Linked DNA regions of Mus musculus: region 2 is linked to region 1. A link is a contact called in public promoter capture Hi-C data. All regions are on one chromosome and are shown on one strand. Each heading gives the region's core, a stretch centred on a gene start, on an enhancer-like site or on the middle of the called end of the contact. The rest is flanking DNA. Distances are from core to core; before and after follow the strand shown.

The links. Capture Hi-C pulls out chosen DNA fragments and counts their contacts.
Region 2: a contact with region 1 is called in a promoter capture Hi-C map of adipose tissue. The contact joins two enhancer-like sites. A contact is called at or near these places in 1 of 39 promoter capture datasets (hematopoietic stem and progenitor cells), 1 of 484 Hi-C or Micro-C datasets (nephron progenitors), 1 of 115 datasets of contacts at active chromatin or transcription factors (embryonic stem cells) and 2 of 9 other capture datasets (adipose tissue and embryonic stem cells).

Annotation. Positions count from the first base shown.
Region 1 is chr15:99,507,600-99,514,247 of GRCm38.p6, forward strand. Faim2 (Fas apoptotic inhibitory molecule 2) reads right to left here. Exons shown (of 12, transcript NM_028224.4): 7 at 6,318-6,357; 8 at 5,750-5,787; 9 at 5,182-5,269; 10 at 4,897-4,992; 11 at 2,983-3,036. Among named protein-coding and RNA genes, the nearest start is that of Faim2, 17 kb to the right of the region's middle. Within about 2 kb of position 3,287, at least 35 of the 459 cell types and tissues checked have an H3K27ac peak or open chromatin away from gene starts, as enhancers often do. A contact at or near this core is called in adipose tissue, where this site is marked.
Region 2 is chr15:99,822,108-99,829,386 of GRCm38.p6, forward strand. Lima1 (LIM domain and actin binding 1) reads right to left here. Exons shown (of 11, transcript NM_001113545.1): 3 at 4,685-4,730. The region is part of intron 1 of Gm17057 (a long non-coding RNA gene); the gene reads left to right. Among named protein-coding and RNA genes, the nearest start is that of Gm17057, 7.8 kb to the left of the region's middle. Within about 2 kb of position 3,379, at least 15 of the 459 cell types and tissues checked have an H3K27ac peak or open chromatin away from gene starts, as enhancers often do. A contact at or near this core is called in adipose tissue, where this site is marked.

The DNA.
Region 1 (6,648 bases), core at 2,037-4,536:
TTTCCATGCTGACACAAGAATCTAGCAGAGAAGTCAACACATGAAACACATGATGATGAAGATGGTGGTTGTTGGTGATGACGATGGTGGTGGTGGTGATGAAGAGGACAGAGGAGGTTTATCCTCTCCCCAGGTGACCACAGAGGCACTGGACACCAGTTTCAGGACACCTTGGCCCTGGGTCACCTGGGCCTGGACCTGTGCTTAACTGGCTGCGAGACTTTACCAAATTCACAATTTAACACCCAAGGCCTCGAGTGTGCAAGGCAGTTCTTAGAACAATGTCAGCCTTGCCTCCTTCCCTGTGTTGTAGTAAGACGTAACGAAGCAATAAGCATGAAAATGTTATACAGAGAGCTATGGGTGGGACAGGCGGCCGGGATTATTCTTATTATTCTAATAACACGAGGGATTATTGAACAGATTCAAAGGCTTAGCATCCAGCCAACCCTACCTGCCTTCACGCTTGCTGCAACCTGACCCTCAGGAAGCAAAGTGCACGCCCTGGTCCTCCACAGGCTGTCTTCCAACTCCACCGGCTTCCCTTGCTCGGGCCTGCCTCTTCTGCTCCCTGCCATGGCTGCTCTCTGCAGCCTCCTGATACTACTGCCCGGGGCTGGTGGCCCTGATTTCTGCTCTCTTCCTTTCTCCCATGCCGATCCCCCTCCAATTCTCTGAGATTGCTCTTTTGCTTGAGAAAATATGACGTGGAAGGAGGAACACTGGTCCAGGAGTCAGGAGAAGTGGGTATCCTGGGGTAAGTGGGTATCCTGGGGTAAACAGCCATCTCACTTTATTTAGGACGTAGGGTTCCCAAGAAGTGGGGTTCCCCACTGACACAGGGAATGTGTAACCTGGCAGCCGAGTCTTGAGCCATACTTGTTGACTTGCGGGGAACCTTACACCAGTGGTTCTCAGCCTTTCGAATGCTGCGGCCCTTTACTGCAGTTCCTTCTGTGATTGTAACCCCCTACCCCAACACAAAATTATTTCCATTGCTACTTCATAACTGTAACCTTGCTACTGTTTTGAATCATGATGTAAGTATCTGATACACAGGAAATCTCTTATAGTTGACCCTCATTAAAGGGTCGTTCAACCCCCAAAGGGCCCGTGACCCACAGGTTGAGAACCACTGTCTCAGCCTATTCGTCTGATCTATCTAGATGTTGGTTTTCACACCCGTAAGAGGGGGTTTGCTGTGTCTAGCTCTTCTGGTCCTTATGTTCCTTGACTAGGTGGCCTTGGGCCATTTAACAATATTCACCCAGTGCTTCTGGTAATCATGAAGAGACCCACAGGGAGCCGCCACAGACCTGACATATTCACCCAAACACTGTTCTTCCTCCACCCAAACAGGGCTCTTAGTTCTGACCAAGACTTCTGGGCAGGTAGCAAAGCACTTCACACATAGTAGATGCTCAATAAAGACCCATGAATGATGAGCCCCTAAGCCCAGCACAGCTCTACCCTGCCTTGACCCTTGTCTGACCTCACTTCTCTCACCTGTCATGTTCCCCTTGATACCTGACAGAGAGGATGACTGGATGGCTCTGCCCATCCTCTGCCCAAGTCCCAGCCAGGAGAAGTTCCTTCTCTCTTAGGGACCTCAGGGACTGGAAATGGCACCAAATAGGCACAGTGCAACTGAGGCTTGGTCCCAGATCTGACCGTTACTGACAACTCTGTAACCCTAGGGCTTCCGATGAAGAAGGTGCTTGGCTTTGCTTACTTTCAGACAGGGTCCCCTGTGGCCTCAAACTCTCTTAAGTAGCCAAGAATGACTCTGAACTTCTAATCCTCCTGCCTCCTCTTCCCAGATGCTAGTTTTATGGGTGAGTACCGCCATGGTGGGTGGGTGGAGAATGGATGAGGCAATTCTTACATCAGCGCTGTCTACCTCACGGGATACGTTGGACATTCTTTGAGTCTCTGGAATTTGTGATAAACCTGGGACTGTAGCTACTTAGTGTAGTTGAGCAAACGAAGAGAGAAAGAGAGAGAGAGAGAGAGAGAGAGAGAGAGAGAGAGAGAGAGAGAGATCCAGCCATTGATTCACTGGCAAGAGATATCTCTTTGCATGGCTTCCCATGATGTCATGGACACCTGGCGTGTCTCTTGGGTGTTCCTGAGGCACATATTCAGGTGCTTGGGGTCCACCTGACTCAAGGATATGTGGGGCTGCCTTGGGCAGGCATCTGTCCATCTTTGGCCACGTAGCCTGGGTATCTGCTTCTAGGCACTTTCCACCCGGCCTCTGGAACCAGATATCCAAGTTCCCAGCTTGATCCTACCATGTCCTAAAATGACCTCAATACGTTATCTGACATCTCTGGACTTCCTCTTCACTGTGATCGCAGAAGAGTGGGACCTATCTGCTAGGTGTGGTGTGTGAATTAAGAACAAAAGAGAGCCGGCTGAGGGACAGTGAGTGCTGGATAAATATTAGCTGAGCCCCAGGTGTGGTGCATGCCTATAATACCAGGCTCTAGACACTGAGGTGGGAGGATCGAAAGTTCAAGGCCACTTTGTTTATAAAAGACAAATAAGTATATACGTACGTAAAGAAGTGAATTAGCTATCACTGTTAACTGAATTTGGTAAGAACAGCAAAGAAAGAGGTCCTTCTGATGGAGACTTTCGCCAGGTATGGGAATCTTCCCAGACTGCTCTAGGATTTACTAATTTGGTCCCCACAGCCAGATATCCCTGTGCTCTGCCAGAATGACCCGTCTTCTTAGTCCTGGTCACCTAATCCCCTCTGGCCACCAGCTTCTACCCTGATGTTCTCCTGATGTTGCCCTGCTCAGAGAGTCTATCTTGGACACAAGACAGAATTCCCTGCCTGAGCACGGCACCAGCCCTACCCTAGGATGCTGCCGAAAGGTTCCATAGAGACCATAAGGAAGACACAGGGTGGAAGGGTCTGAGGAGAGAATCACAAAGCTGAGATGGTGGCCCCAGGAGCTGGGCCAAACTCACCAACGTGAACACACCCGCTCCCAGTACAGCATAGACCGCGTGGAGCCAGGGGACCTGTGGGAGAGGAAAGATTGGCTTAGCACACAGCTGGCTGGCGGAGGTGCCAGAAGTTGGGGCAGGGCTCAGTCCTGAGAATGGAAGAACAGGGGTAGCTCCTCTCTAAGAAGGCCGGGTCTGAGAGAGGCTGTGATTCTTGGGGAGCTCCCAGTGGTTCCCACAGGGGCTTCCCACAGACCTGACATGTCTTTCCTTGGAGCACAGCCCCAGGCTCAGGCTGGCCAAGTGCGACTCATCCTGTTTGCCAGTCATTCCCTCAGCCTGGGTCTGGCTCTAGGCTCCTCCTCAGGTTGCCAAATCATCCCTGCTCTATCTGGGGTCTGTCTGTTCCTCACAGAGAGCTCTCTGTCTCTGCCTTGGAAGCAAGAGCTCAGGTGGAGGGGCTGGAGAGACGGACGGCTCAGTGGTTGAGAGCACTGACTGCTCTTCCGAAGGTCCTGAGTTCAAATCCCAGCTCACAACCATCTGTAATGAGCTGTCTTCAGACACACCCCTCTTCTGGTGTGTCTGAAGACAGCTACAGTGTACTTACATAAAATAAATATATTATTTGTGTAATATAATATTTATAATATAATAAAACATTTGTATAATATAATAATAAATAAATCTTTGGCCCGGAGAGAGCAGGGCTGGAGTGAGCAGAGGTCCTGAATTCAATTCCCAGCAATCACATGATGGCTCACAATGGTATGCTCATAAACATAAAATAAAAATAAATTTTGGGAAAAAAAAAGAGCTCAGGTGGAAAAAGTCAGCCAGGGTGGGTATGGAAGTGGAGGCATCTGGAGTCTCTGCCAGAGGGCCATGATGGCCCTGCCTCTGGAGGCCAGAGCAGCACCTTTCCGGCCTGTGCTCACCCCCACTGTGAACGCAAACAGTCACAAGTATAAGGTGCATTACCCTTTGTGGATCCCTTCCAGAAACCTTTCTAGAAGGTTCCTGGAAACAAAGGCATCCCATCAGCTCAACGTGGGTCAATAAAGGGTGCTTTGAAGTTCTAGGACTCCTTCCTGTAGCCCCCTCCCATCCTAGAGACACAGAGGCCCCCAGGCCAGCTCTGGCCCCTCCCTTCGTCAACAGGATCCTGGGAAGAGCCAAGGAGTCAATCTAGACATCCTAGACTTGATGCCAACTGCCCAGAGGCTGGGGCTGGGCAGCATGGAAGTGTGTTAGAGGGGATAAGGAATACCCTCCAACCCTGGCAGACAAGAGGCCATGGGAGACCAGCTACCGGATGTGGCCGGAGAGAATATTGTTGAGTCCCTAATAGATCCAACTAGTTCTTTCCTGTGTTCTTAGGATTTGAACCACCTGTCACGTCTCCAATCTGTTCCCCAGCATTGGTGGCTTCAGCTCCTACCCAGTAGGCACTCCTTTGGGCAGGCAGGATGCCAATCGGAGTCCCTGGAAGAGCCCTCCGGTGGGTGGGCATTTGTGAGATGGGGTGGGGAATCTGCTCCTACGCCGCCGTGGTCAATTCCCCTCCTGCACGGCTAGCCAAATTCTGCCTCTTTGGACTTAGCTGGTCCCCCAGGAGTGCCCCTGAGCCTGCAGGACCCTGGAGCCACATTGTATCTTTCTCAGCTACAGTCCCCCTCCCCCATCCTCCACCTGCAGGAGATGGCCGGGAAAGTGAAGCCGGATGCGGCTCATGGAGCTGGGCAGGTGCCCAGGCCTGCCAAGAAAAGCCTCCTTGTTTGCTTGCCCATGCTGCTAACACACCCGGGGGCAGGTGCCAGGAGGGCCAGGGTGGCAGGCCATGAGGCTTTGGCCCTGGGTGGCCCTGCTGGGGTAGGAGAGCATGCACCTTGGGTTATCTCCACCTCCCTCAAGGACTGGTAGGCTGAGACTCACGTATTGGAAGGGCAGGAGGACAGCGAGGAGGAGTCCACTGAAGAAGAGGGTCATGAGCAGCACAAACAGCACACCCTGACAGGAGGTGAAGTCAAACTGCGGGGACACAGGGGATCGTCAGCACCGGGCCTCAGCAGAGACCCGCAAATTCTGCACTCACCCCCATAACCCAATGTAACCCCAATGTAGCATCCCCAGACCCAACTCAGGCCTCTGCCTCTCCTCGGCCCCACATAGACCCTCTGGCCCCCGTGCCCTTCCCTGCCTACAGGCTCCAGGGCTGACCTTGGTCTGGAAACTGAAGATGGTGACCGAGAGGCAGACGAGAGCCGTGATGACCAGGCACAGCAGCACAGATGTGGTGTTGTAGTAACTGGAGACAGGCAGGCGTTCATCAGTAGGATTCCTTCTCCCCATCCCTCCTTTCAGGGGACAGCCCTTTCCTGCCGGGAAGCTGACCTCATGACCCACGTTCCCAGGGCTTCCAGCTTCCAGGGCTTCTCTGTCACTCACTACTGGGGTGAAGCTCCCCAATAGGCAGAGCGGGATGAGTTTATGGTGGTGTATGAGGGCAGTCTACACCACAAGGAGCCCAGGGCTTTAAAGTCACTTCCTGGATGACATCATCTTCCTCGACACCATCCCTTACCCCAACCCCAACAGTCCGCTTGGGTCTCGGAGCCACTGGCCCTGTAGTGCCTAAGGAGGAGACATCGAAGCCAAGGCAGCCTGTCTATTTGGGTCCCTCCCCCATCCAAGAGCTCCCTGAAAAAATGGGGTTCATGGAGAGCTTCCCTTAGATGTGACCAGACCCTGGCCGCATGCCTACCTAGGCCACTCCTGTCCCATTTACCTGGACAGCATCCCAGTGAGGTAGGCCATGGACAGGGTCTGCAGGGAGATCAGGGGGCTCATGTTACCTCATGTGGACTCGGGGGCCCCAGGCACACTCAAGTTCTAGCCTGGGCCTCCCCCCCCATGCATATACATTATACATACACACACACACACACACACACACACACACACACACACACACACACACACACACATTCCCGACCGAGGCCAGCTAAGCAATGTCTCCCTAGCCAGCCTGCAGGCTCCTCAGGCTAGCTGTGCCTTTATCTCCTAGGCAGCCTTGTTCTCCCAGGGAGAGCCTTCTCTTCATTACCCTGCTTCTGGCTGAGACTCCCACACAACCTCCCAAGGACAAGAGACTGGAAACACAGGGTTGGGGGGGCTTCATCCCACTGAGGGAGGGAGGATAAGATGCTATGGCAGAAGAAGGGTCAACCCCCTGCTCCACAGGGGCCCTCACATTGAATGTCTCCTGTTTAGACTCTCTGGTCCTCAAAACCTGTGCTGCCTCTGTCCCGCCCCCTATCCCCGAGCAGAATCTGTCACCCTGGTCGGTCACTTACAAAGATGGTCAGCAGAATCAGGTTCCAAGGGAAATGTCTCCTGAAAGGCAAGCCACAGGCTTCAGAGAGGATAGATACTCCGTAGAGCCTCTCTCATCATTGAAAACCCTCTTATGTGCCCACCCGCCCATCTGCCTCAGGTGCAAAGTGAAGGGCAGACGAGCTGGCCCATTTGACTCCAGTTCAGAGAGGGATGAGGCCCTCTCAGGGCTGCACAGCACCCTGATGGAAGGCATGGCTCAGAGCAGATTTTTTTTTTTTTTTTTTTTTTTTGAGACAAGGTTTCTCTGTATAGCCCTGGCTGTCCTGGAACTCGCTTTGTAGACCAGGC
Region 2 (7,279 bases), core at 2,129-4,628, 310 kb after region 1:
GGATGGTTGTGAGCCACCATGTGGTTGCTGGGATTTGAACTTCGGACCTTCGGAAGAGCAGTCGGGTGCTCTTACCCACTGAGCCATCTCACCAGCCCCCTTTTTTTTTTTTTTTTTTTTTTTTTTTTTTAAATTTTAATTTCTTTTTTTTTTTTTTTGAAAGATTTATTTATCTATTTATTATATGTAAGTACACTGTAGCTGTCTTCAGACACTCCAGAAGAGGGCGTCAGATCTCGTTATGGATGGTTGTGAGCCACCATGTGGTTGCTGGGATTTGAACTTCGGACCTTCGGAAGAGCAGTCGGGTGCTCTTACCCACTGAGCCATCTCACCAGCCCCCTTTTTTTTTTTTTTTTTTTTAAATTTTAATTTCTTTTTTTTTTTTTTGAAAGATTTATTTATCTATTTATTATATGTAAGTACACTGTAGCTGTCTTCAGACACTCCAGAAGAGGGCGTCAGATCTCGTTATGGATGGTTGTGAGCCACCATGTGGTTGCTGGGATTTGAACTTCGGACCTTCGGAAGCAGCTAATTGTTTTTTAAACAAGGATTCTAGGGGTCGAAGTCCAAGCCCCCGAATCTGCAAGGCCAGCACGCTGCTGAGCTGCCTCCCGAGGGATCCACTCATAGCTTTGTGCTCTCCTTTTGTAATAAATATGTTTAAACGTGTGACAACCGGGAGGACAAACCGAAGCTCTTTATCACCTTCACCGCACAACAAACACTTTCACAGAGACATAAATACAAGTCACGGCTCCTATGAGCAGTGTGAAAACTCAGCTCTGCCTATGATGAGCAGAAAGGGGATTGGGTGGCAAAGTACCAGTGTCCCAAACAAGGAGAGGTGTGATGGAGGACATCCTGTTGAGAGAGAGAGCATCATCTTCAGAGAGAGAAAGCATGCTCTTTTATTGAAAAGTGTTCCCTCCTCTTCCTCCTCCTCTTTTTTTGAGACAGTTTCTCTGTGTAGCCCTAGCTGACTTGGAACTCACTCTGTAGACCAGGCTGGCTTTGAACTCAGAAACCCACCCTTGTACCACCTCACCTGTCTCTCTTCTTCATCTTCTCTTTTATAACCTGTGTAACCTGTGTCTATTACCTGCATTCAGATGACTGCCCCCCCCCCACCCCCCCAATGCTTACGAGTGATAGAAAGTTAATTGCTCCTCTGGTTCTTAACTGTATCATCGTTTTTCTTTCTTGTGGTGCATAAGTGTAAAAGAATGTATCTGATAGTCAGAGTGTAAACTCCAGTGTGAGGCTCCACAGCCGCAGAATGGTCATTCTATCTCTGTAGCAGTGTGCAGACTTGGGTCTGCTTAATTTCAGTATGTGTTCCTCTTTCAAAACTGAATTTGATTAAGCAAAGAGGTGCCCCTGCTAGAAAGGAAGTGAAGGACTGCAAACCCAGCACTGGAGACAGAGAGGTCACGGTATGCTTTTAGCTAACGCGTGAGACTGTATCTAAGAAACAGATTAAAAAAAAAAAAAACAGTAACAAAAACAAAACCCAGGAAGCCAAGCATATTGATGCACACTTGTGAGCCCAGTGCTGGGGAGGTCAAACAGGGAGGTCCCTGGGCTCGCTGGCCAGCTAGGCTAGTGTAACTGGTGAGTGCCACGTGGGTGGGGCCCCAGCAGGAGCAGCACCTAATGTGTTCTGGCCTTCACATGTATGGGCACGTGTGTGCACATATACAACACGCATGTGCACATAGGTGAACATATTCAAACAAACATACATCTACACACACATACTCAGCCCACCTCCCCAATCAGAACACATTAAAAAAAATGGCCTCTTAAAGGTGCAGCTTCAAGAGTGTTGAGAGAGATGTGGAGAAGCCCAAGGCAGTGTGGGCTGACCCGTCATTAAAAACCCCACACCCATAAACCATCCCTGAGAGTGAGACCCAGGCCATGGCCCAGTCTTTAGGACTAGGGGCGAGCCGAGATAGGGAAGAGAAGAGTTACACCACAGAAATCATCAATAAAGTCAAAAATGAAAGGAACGTTAGGCTGAGAGGCCTGGCTTGACCGTCGATCGGATAGCTGCTTACATAGATAACCTGCATCCTCCTTCTCTGTATTCTCTACAAGTAACGAGTGTTATCTGCATACGCTACCCCCATCCAGCCATGTGACTTTGGACAAGTTGTCCAGTTTCTATAAACTATTATAGACTATTTCTATAAACTATAAATTCTGTAGCTACTGTACCCTTTATATTGAGCCTTTGTTCATGTATACAATATAGCGTTTGACATCAGCAGGCTTCTGGAAAGTAGTGATGATATTATTAAATGAGCATGGCCAGGCTTGGTGGCACAGGCCTGTAATCCCAGCTACTGGGGGGTGGGGGGTGGCACAGATGGTTACCAGTTAAAGGCCTACTTGGGTTACAGAGTGACTTCAAGACTAGCTAGAACTGGAACTGGAGTTAGACATCTGTCTGTAAGCTACCGTGTAGGTGCTGGGAATTGAACCTGGGTCCTCTGGAAGAGCAGCCAGTGCTCTTAACTGCTGAGCCATCTCTCTCAGTTCTTGATTCACTTGTTGATCTTAAGAAAGTACCTCAGAGCTGGTGGTGATTGTGTGGTGGCGAATACCTGTAGTTCCAGTGGAGTTCAGGGCTAATTCTGACTATAATGAGTTCAAAGCCAATCTAGGCCACATAAAACCCTATAATAAGACACTGGAAAATTAAAGAAAGGAAGGAAGACAGATAGACAGACAGACAGAAAGACCAGCCATATATGAAACAGATCCAGAGCTGATTACATCTCGATCGGGCTGTTCTCACTACAATACTACCGCTGCAGTACAATTCACAATCTTTTCAAAATCATTACAGTCCTTTCTTTTAAGACAGCCTTGGGCTGGAGAGATGGCTCAGTGGTTAAGAGCACTGACTGCTCTTCCAAAGGTCCTGAGTTCAAATCCCAGCAACCACATGGTGGCTCACGACCATCCGTAATGAGATCTGATGCCCTCTTCTGGTGCGTCTGAAGACAGTGTACTTACACATGATAATAAATAAATCTTTGAGATTCAGTTCCTCAATTCCTAGCTCAGGCTGCCTTGAACGCACTATGTAGCTAAGAATGACCCTGAACTTCTGACCCTCCTGCCCCCTCCCCAATGCTGGGACTGCATCTCCATGCCTTGCTGGCTGCCTCTGCATCCCCATCGCTGTCCTGAGTTGCTCTGCCTGCTTCTGCCTTTGTTCCTTGGCAGTTTAAGCTGGGTCACGTCAGCCCTTCGCACATTTCCCCAAAGGCCTGTTTTTCTTTGGACTAAAGCTCCAACCTTCCCAAGGATTCTGAAGCCCTTTCTCTTTCTAGTCCTCCAATGTCCAACATGACTTCTCCTTGGGACATTTACATGTATGGTTCTTTCTGTCTGACTTTTTCCTTGGCTCATGACCTCAGCTCTGGGTTACTTAAGTCCCCCAAGAGAGGGCCACACCTAAACTACCCTTTACCCTTTCTGCTGCTTTAAGCCAATAGTTGCTAACTGACGTGTGTGTGTGTGTGTGTGTGTGTGTGTGTGTGTGTGTGTGTGTGTGTGTGTGCATGTGTGTCCTTGTTTCCTCCACTTGAATGAAAATGCCTGAGAAGATGTAGTCCATATTTTTAATGTCTAGAACAGTGCTTAGCACATAGATGCCCTACAAAAAACGTGTTAATTAAATGGGTAAAAGGAAAAATAGGGACGAGAGAGAAGGCGAAAGCAGCCGGCTGTAGAGCAGCTAATGGTGCTTTTTTCTTTCATTCTGTTTTTGTATTTTTGGTTTTTTGACAGGGTATTATACTGCAAGCAAGGCTGGTCTAGAACTCATGTCGCTCAGGTAGGCCTTAAATTTACACCAATCCTCCTGCCTCAGCTTTCTGAGTTCTAGGATTATTAGCATGAATCATCACCATCAAAGGCTTTTTTTTTCCCCCTGTTAATGCACCAGGAAGCTCAACTTTGAAATCACAGGAAGATTAAGCTGGAGACCCAGTTAATACTGCTCCCCAGAGAGACCAAACCAACAGGCAAGTGCTAGGCACCCATCTAAGCTACGCTCCTTTGACACTAAATCCTTCAGAGCTAAGGCCCAGGGACTTCTCTCCCTGAGTTCAAACTCAGCCTGGGTGCAGAGTGAGACTCCATCCTAGAAAAAGACAAAGGATCTGGCCCAGCTGGAAGTCACAGCAGGGAGAGAATGGACTGGCAGGGGGCTTGAGCACACCCCCCCCCCGCCCCCCCACTCAGGCAGCTGGGAAACACACTAACCAGACTGGGCCAGCTTCAAGCAAAGCACCAGGCAGATAAACACAGTTGCAGAGTTTCCTTTCAAAGGCAGATTCTTCCATTTGGAGGCAGAGATGGTGGCACCTGCTCTCCTTTGGTGGGCACTTCATTAAGCTTAGCAAAGCATTTGGCCCTCCATCCTTTTTTCTTAGTTACAGTAAGGGGGGGGTTGGGAGTGGCGCCCAAAAGTAAAACATTGAAACTCAGACTCCCTGCACCTAAGCCAACTTCTCCCAGCAAATGGCTTGCCATCAGACCAAATGACACAAACGTCCAGCTCAGCTGTCACGGAGAGGAGCGCAAGCGCCACTGAGGGGCAGGTGGCTAGGCCACGCAGACTGCTTGAGCTCTACATGCCCTGGGGCCTCTGAGTACTTACATTTTTCTTCCTTTCCATGTTGGCTTCTTCAGCAGCCTTCTGGTACCTTCAGAGAGGGGAGAGAAGCGATATTTTCAGGTTAAACTTGGCTCTTACTCCTTTCGTTTTTAGAAACCTATTTTGCAGACCTGTTTCTGCCAGCTTTTGTCTTTCACCAAGTCTCCCAGGAGTGGCATAGAACCACAGCGCCCACACTTGATGGGCCCTGGATGGTCACATGCTCTGCTAGAACACGACGAAACAGAAGGATGAGATCACGTGAGAAAACGCTGCAGAGGGTACGGGGTGTAGACGACGGAGCTCAGTTGCTTACCCAACACCGCACAGCTCTGGGCTCCATCCCGGCACTGTACAAACTAGACATGCACTGGATGTCCTGGCAGTAAGGTTAGGGTCAGGTGTTCAAGGGCATCCTCAGCTACACTGAGTTTGAGGGCCAACCTGTACTACATAAGACCCCAAAACCAAACAAAAAACCAAAGCCCTTGGAATTAGTAGTCAACTACAAACAGCATCCCATGAATTCTATTGCACAGACCTCCCCCCCCCCCCCACATTTGGTGACGTCTCTGAAATCTTAGTTGCTGTTGGTATGTCTATGAGGTTACTCACTCCCTGCAATGCCTGAACTTAGACCAAGTTAAGGTACTGATCTGAAAGATACAATCATACCACCTCATTCATATGAATTTGATGGTATGAGGTTTTTCAGTTCTTCACTTGCAGGGGGAGGTGAATGCACGCGTGCAGAGGTACATATACCCACCAGAGCATGTGCAGAGGACACGAAAGATCATGTGATGTCATCATCTATTGCTTCCTGCCTTTTCCCTGGGTACCCTGAACCCAGAATCACTGATCCAACCACCATCCTGTTTCTGTTTTTCCCAGCTCTGTGGTCACAGATATATGGGGTCATGCCTGGCTTGCTTGTTTTTTTGTTTTTGTTTTTGTTTCGTTTTGTTTTGTTTATTTGAGACAGGGACTCCATGTAGACCAGACTGGCCTAGAACTCACAGAGACCCACTGGCCTCTGCTTCCTGAGTGTTGTGATCAAAGGCTCAGTGTGTTCAGCTTTTTATGAGGGCGCTGAGGATCCCAACCGAAGTCCTCATGCAACAAGAGCGCTTACCCACTGAGCCCCTTCCCCAGCTCTACTTCTTTTCCTTTTTTAAACACAAGGTCTAGCGGTTAAGAGCACTGACTGCTCTTCCAAAGGTCCTGAATTCAATTCCCAGCAACCACGTGGTGGCTCACAACCATCTGTAACGGGATCCAACTTCTGGTGTGTCTGAAGACAGCTACAGTGTACTCATATGCATAAAATAAAAAAAATAAATCTTAAAAAACAAAATGAAACAACACAAGGTCTCACCTAATGGTCTAATCTGGACTTCCAATTGTGATCCTGCTTCAACTCGTGTGCACCACTGTAACCTGGTTTTATCTGGTGCTGGCATTGAGCCCAGCTGGACACTGGGGAATCACTCTACCCAGAGCTCCACATCTCCAGCAGAACAGATTTTACTTAACAAGGAGAAAGAGATTTTTTTTCAAAAGCAAGCATGCTACACTGAGGAGGGGATGGGGAGTGGGTTCCATCCAACACTGCTGGTGGGAAGGCAAAGCCTCTTGGGAAGACATTTGTCACCTTCTTGCCAAAACTAAACACAAATGTCAACGTTTACTCTCAGACTTTATCCCACAGACACCCTTACATAAGGTGGTGCACGCCTTTAATCCCAGCACTTGGGAGGCAGAGGCAGGCGAATTTCTGAGTTCGAGGCCAGCTTGGTCTACAGAGAGAGTCCCAAGACAGCCAGGGCTATGAAAAGAAACCCTGTCTCGAAACAAACAAACACAAACAAAACCTTAGGGGGGAAAACCATACAGAGAGAAAAACTTTATGATTGGGTTGTTTTCTCTTTGTTCCAAAAACATCTATTTTATTTTATGTGTATGTGTGTGTGCTTGTGGATGGATACATATGTGAGTGCAGGGCCCACAGAGGTCAGAAGAAGACATCAGAGGTCCTGGATCTGGGGTTAAAGATGGTTGTGAGCTGTCTGTCGCATGGGCGCTGGGAACCACACTCCAGACCTCCATAAGAGCAGCCAGGGGTCGCTCCAGCCCTTCCTTTTAAAACAGTAGAATCTTGCTATATAGCTCACCCTGACTTAGAATTCGCTATAGACCCCATGTTGGCTTTGATCTTTGACCTCCAGACATTTTTGCCTCAGCCTTCCCAGTATAGGCATTGTCTTAGACTGGGTTTCTATTCCCACACAAACATCAGGACCAAGAAGCAAGTTGGGGAGGAAAGGGTTTATTCAGCTTTCGCTTCCACATTGCTGTTCATCACCAAAGGAAGTCAGGACTGGAACTCAAGCAGGTCAAGAAGCAGGAGCTGATGCAGAGGCCACGGAGGGATATTACTTACTGGCTTGCTTCCACTGGCTTGTTCAGCCTGCTCTCTTATAGAACCCAAAACTACCAACCCAGGGATGGCACCACCCACAATGGGCCCTCCCACCCTTGATCACTAGTTGAGAAAATGCTTTACAGCTGGATCTCATGGAGGCATTTCCTCAAAGG